Linked DNA regions of Sus scrofa: region 2 is linked to region 1. A link is a contact called in public HiChIP or PLAC-seq data. All regions are on one chromosome and are shown on one strand. Each heading gives the region's core, a stretch centred on a gene start, on an enhancer-like site or on the middle of the called end of the contact. The rest is flanking DNA. Distances are from core to core; before and after follow the strand shown.

Region 1 (2,743 bases), core at 205-2,704:
GTTTGGGACTTCTTGTTTAGATAAAATATTGTTGTTTGTCTTAATTCAGCTATTGGGATATGACAGTACACTCTGAGACATCCAGTTCCTTGAAAAGCAAAGCTGCATTGCAAAGGGATTGATTAACAGGAAGTGTGGAGGGAGGGACAATTAGAAAATTGACCTGCTTTATGCCATTTGAAATTGAAATGCATTCTGTTAAAAGCCCATTCAAGTCCCATGAGGTTTTCATTGGGGCATTAATATCCAATTCTAAGTGTACAACTGAGATGGCAGAAAATTTCTTTTGGAGAAACTAAAGCCAACAATTGATAATCGCAGCACATAATTATGAGAGCAGGGTGTTGAGGCAGGCTGCCTGGGTTCAAAATCTGGAGCTGGCTGGCCTTGGAGAAGCTGCCTGATTTTATGCCTCAGTTTACTTGTCTGTCAAATGGGAATAATAATGGTATTTCCCTTCTGGAGCTTTTATGTGGATTGAATAAATGCTTAGGGCATTGTCTAATTCAAGAAATTCTAGCTATTACTTTTTTTTTTTTTTTTTTTTTTTTCAGGGCCGCAACTGCGGCATTTGGAGGTTCCCAGGCTAGGGGTTAACTTGGAGCTGTAGAAGCTGGCCTATGCCACAGCCACAGCAACCAGGGATCTGAGCCAAATCTGTGACCTACGCCATAGCTCAAGGCAACCTCGGATCCCCAACCCACTGAGCAAGGCCAGGGATCCAACCTGCGTCCTCATGGATACTAGTCAGATTTGTTTCCTCTGAACCACAGTGGGAACTCCATCTAACTATTACTTTTAAATGTTGATTAACACTGAGCATAGTCATTGTCAAGGGTAGAACAGTTACACCTAAAACCTCTGTTCCTCATGAAAGATTGTTAGACTGAGAGCCACAGGCCTGCATTCAGTCCTCAAACAAAGAACAGTGAACTGAAGAGTAACCTATTATATACACATGTCTGTTTGGACTTTGCCCATCCTGACCGGACTGCCTACGGCAGCCCCTGGCAGCCAGCTCCCTGGACCAACAGTGCCAACCAAGGTTCAACAGTGCCTGAATTAGGTGCTTTACTCTCCACTTCTCTATTCCTCTTCAGGAGTGTTTCTGTGTTAACGCCCTCTCAGACTCCTTCGCATACATAGATACAATTTCCTTGAATTAACATTCTCTTTCTCTCTGGTTCCAGTTTTTGTGGTGGGCTCAAGAAAATTGCTTTTCCTCCTTTTGCTTCAAACATCACCCTCCCTGCCCTGCACCCACCCAGATTCTAATCATGATCACAAGCCCAGTAGTGCCAGCAATAGACTTGTTTAAGGAAAAAGAAAAAACATTCAACCTGAAAAGCAAACAGCACAAAGATCAAATAACAATGTAAGGGCAGTCACAAGGCAGTGCCCCGTGCCAAGAGTGTGATGCTGACAACGGATGCTCTGAGTCTGGACAGGTGGAGAGACATGATTGGGGCTGGAGGGTCCCTGAGGGCCTAATGAAGACAGAGGAGGTTGAGGTAGCCTTGAAGGTCCTGGTGTGGTTATTCAGATGAAGCAGGTGTCAGAGTAAAGTCGTCTGTGGTCAGAGGCAAGGACCAGGTTAGTCTATCTGCTGGAGGGTTTGAGTTGTGGGCAAAGAGGCTAAAAGTATAAAATGGGCCCTGAACGATTAAACTCAGGTTGAACATTGCTTTAAGGATGGGAGTGATATGCTAAATATCAATTACTGAGGTTGAAGTTGGGGGATACAAAATATCTATCAACTGTAAGTTTAAAACAAATGTGTAAAATTTGGTAAAATGGCATTTCACACCTGTGCTAAAGGTATTCTTATTCTAGACCACTCGGCAAACGAAAATGAGGTGAATCCTCCTGTGGCTAGTGCAGGTCCGTATCAGCTATATGGTACTTCAGAATGACCTAAACTTTTGCTCATTTATCTGTCCACAATTTAAGTAATTAGGATTAAACAGCTCCCTAAGAATGATTATGGGCATCTAAACATCACTGAGAGAAGCATAGTCATCTGCAGTGACGTGCAGATAAGTGGCAAGTGTCTTAGGGAAGGGAGAATGCTTGTGGGAATGTGGGGATAGGAGTGCCTGGGGTGACAGCAGGAAGCAGTGGGTTTGGCCCTGTCGATGCTGTATGCACCCTCTCAGCCACATGACCTGGGAATGTGAGTCTGGCAGGGTGTGGACAGCAGGGCTTAATGTGGCATTGGCAAACGTGGGTGTGACCACTATACTACTTGCCTTCTGATCAGAATCTTCAGTACTGTTAAAGTTTGGTTTGTTTTTTTTTGATGGGGTGTGGTTGGCAGGTGTCATTTTCAGGGCAAATGGTATACGATCTAATAACTTTAAGGAATGATTTTATGATCTGAGATAAAACTTTTCAGTACTTTTAAAGTTAGAAAGGCATTAAAAGAATGTAGGAAAAGTAAACCTCTGTAGGTGAAGTAGACTTTTCTGTTGGGGACAGAATTATTATTATTATTTTGCTTTTTTTTAAATTTAGGGCTGCCCTGGAGGCACATGGAAGTTCCCAGGCTAGGAATTGAATTGGAGCTGTAGCTGCTGGCCACGGCCATGGCCACACAGGATCTGAGCCACATCTGCAACCCATAGCACAACTCACAGCAACGCTGGATCCTTAACCCACAGAGCAAGGCCAGGGATAGAACCTTCATCCTCATGAATGCTAGTCAGATTTGTTAACCGCCTAGCCGTGACAGGAACTCCTGTTT
Region 2 (2,700 bases), core at 51-2,550, 100 kb before region 1:
ACGGGGAAGCTAAAGAACAGGATTCCTCCCCAAGAATTGTTTTAACAATTCCAAAGTAAAATTTGGTAAGCTGTTTTAAGTCTCTCCACTAGTCTCGCTATTTTTTACTGCATTTTAAAGTGAGCTCTCTTCCCACGCCGTTATTAAAGCTGCAACCAAAAAAAGAAAAGAAAAAAAAAGTCCTAAAATTCTCCTATTAACAGCAATCAAGTCTAAAAATACGCCCCTCCTACATAGTGGACCAAGAGGCAAGAATAACGAGAACCGGGGAAGTTTTGAAATGGCAGTGACAGGAGACCAAAGGAAAGACAAGGGGAAGGAATCACGGAGAATGAGAGCAACTCTGTGCGGCCAACGCCGCGAGTTGGCACCCGAACTCCAAGTTCCCGGCTCGGGACAGGACTCGACCGAGCAACTTCGCGCCGGACGCAGACCGGAGCCGCGGCCCTTCCTCCCCGGTCGCAGCCCGGCAGCGGCCTCCGCGAGGGCGCGGTGACAGCCGCGGGGCCGGGACTAGGAGATGCCGGCCGGCTGACACCCACCTTCCTTCTCGGCCCGCGCCGCGGCCACGACGAGAGTCATCACCAGGTGTAGTGCTCCCAGGAGGCCAGCGGCCGCACTCCGGGGGCCCCCGCCGCGGCCGGCCGCGGGCTCCAGACCAGCCCCGGCAGACGTGGAGACGGCGGCGGCTCCTGCTGCTCCTCCTCCCGCCCGCTTCCCCATCCCTGCCGGCCGGGGGCCGCCGCGCTCGAGGTGCGGCGCGGTCCTTCTCGGCGAGGCGGCGGCGCGGGAGCCGTGGTCCGGGTTCTGGCCGTGGAGCCGGGAGCGAGAGCAGTTCCGGGCCCAGGGCTCGGGCTCCGGGCGTGGGTCTGGTCCGTGCGTGCGTGCGAGCGAGAGTGTCAGTCACGGCCTCGGCCTCGGCATCGCCTACGAAGAGTCGAAGCGGAGAGGCCGCGGGTCAAGCGCGGCGGGCGGCCATACTGGAAACGGGCAAGGGCCGCGGGCTCTGGGCGCTGGCCTGCGAGGGGCGGGGCGCGGCCCCGGGCACCGCCCCCGCCGTGCCGTCACCTGGACAGCAAGCAGGTCTATCCGCTCGGGAGTCCGCGGGTCCGACCTCCCCTTCGCGCTCTTGGAGGCCCGCGGCTTCAGCGGCCAGACGGGACACTGGAAGCACAACCCCAACCCGTCACCGCTACCCCGCCGAGGAGGAGGAGAATGAGCGAGGCAGGCCAGGGCCCAGCCGCCAGGACTTGTGATGGCGGCTCATGCTTCGCAGTGCCAGTGACGAAGATCACGTGGGGACGGGGAGGCCTGGCCGCGCAGCCGCCCTGGCGCGGGGGCGGGGCTGCGGGGCGCTTGGGGAGGTTGGGCAGCTGCTCCGAGGTCGGAACAAACCCCTGCATCTCCGGTACTGCAGTGCGAGAGCCTTCCAGGGGAATGAGTGCGCATCCGGACCTCGTGGTCCAGCGCGGAAAATCCTATCCAGTGACTACTCCTGGCCGCACCTCCGCCTCCCAGTCGCTTCGAGAATACCCCAGGCCTGATTCAGTGCCTGATGGTGCTGTCTTGGGGACAGGGACCTGCTCTATTCGTCTTTGTTTCCTTATAGACACAGCACCGAGGAACGCTTAATGTAATCCTCCTTACCTTGGATTGTGCCAACTTTGATACGGGAAAAACTCTTTGCTTTGTGTGTGATGGGGGTGCAGCAGTGACCGTGGAAGGCAGATTGTACTTAAGAAATACGTCTAGTGGCTATGCTGGCTTTCTCCGGCTTGGAAGTATTCTTAAGACATTTTATTAACATAAAAAGCCCAACTCAAAGGCCACCTCTTTTAGTCTCCTTCAGGAAGTCACCTCATGCCTCCTAGATGCCCTTTCCATTTTAGGTCGAGGTTCTTGGTGGGCGTGGCTATTCTCTACGTGGTCCCTCTTTAATCAGTAACTTCCCCTAACTCCTAACTTAGTAACTATTTTAGTAACTTCCCCTAACTCCTGAGCCACCTCCTTAAACACTTCGCAGAATTTGTTGAGTGAATCGTTGTATTTTTAAGGCCAAGTCCACCCCTAATAAGTCTCGGACCAAGCTACGTGGGAAAATAAAATTTCAGGAAGACTTAAACCCAAAGTACTATCCTATGCAGTAGTCTTCTTTGTCAGGAGCACTTTATTTTACTTAATAAATTTGTATATTTTAATAGCCTTACCCTGATTTTGAAAAGCCATTATATTTTTCTGATGATTAGTGTCAAAATTGAATAATCAAATGCTGTTCTTGAGGTAATTAAATAGGGATAATTAATATATCTAAGTTCGGTTTTCCATGTTTGTAGGCCTAAGGCAAGAGATTTCTGGAAAGCTTTTTAACTCACTGAAGAAATCAAGCCCAAGAATAAGTCACTGAATGCCTTAGCTGGGTCCAAGCTTACCTCCAGTGTGCAGCACTGGGAGTCAGCAGTCCTTCCCCCATTGCCAGGTTCAGGGCAGACAAACCTCTCCAACCATGAAATGCTCAGGTTCTCTTACACAGGAATTAACCATGTCCTTTGATTAGCCTGAGGCTCTAGAGCCCCATGAGAACTGAGTTTATATCTATAATTGGAGCTTAGACATATACAGACATGTTTGATGGAAGGCAGATTTCCCATGAAGCTAATGAAGCTTACTTTAAGGCCCCTCTCTGGCACAAGTTTCTTCCAA

What was found. HiChIP or PLAC-seq counts read pairs in DNA pulled down with a chosen protein or histone mark.
Region 2: an H3K27ac HiChIP or PLAC-seq map of skeletal muscle shows a contact between it and region 1. The contact joins the promoter of TMEM131 here to the promoter of VWA3B in region 1. A contact is called at or near these places in 1 of 5 promoter capture datasets (liver), 4 of 47 Hi-C or Micro-C datasets (embryonic fibroblasts, liver and skeletal muscle) and 2 of 2 datasets of contacts at active chromatin or transcription factors (alveolar macrophages and skeletal muscle).

Annotation. Positions count from the first base shown.
Region 1 is chr3:56,172,308-56,175,050 of Sscrofa11.1, reverse strand. It overlaps VWA3B (von Willebrand factor A domain-containing protein 3B), which reads left to right and starts at 1,454. Exons shown (of 27, transcript XM_021087236.1): 1 at 1,454-1,593.
Region 2 is chr3:56,275,730-56,278,429 of Sscrofa11.1, reverse strand. TMEM131 (transmembrane protein 131) reads right to left here and starts at 1,300. Exons shown (of 41, transcript XM_021087250.1): 1 at 543-1,300. The coding sequence starts at 723.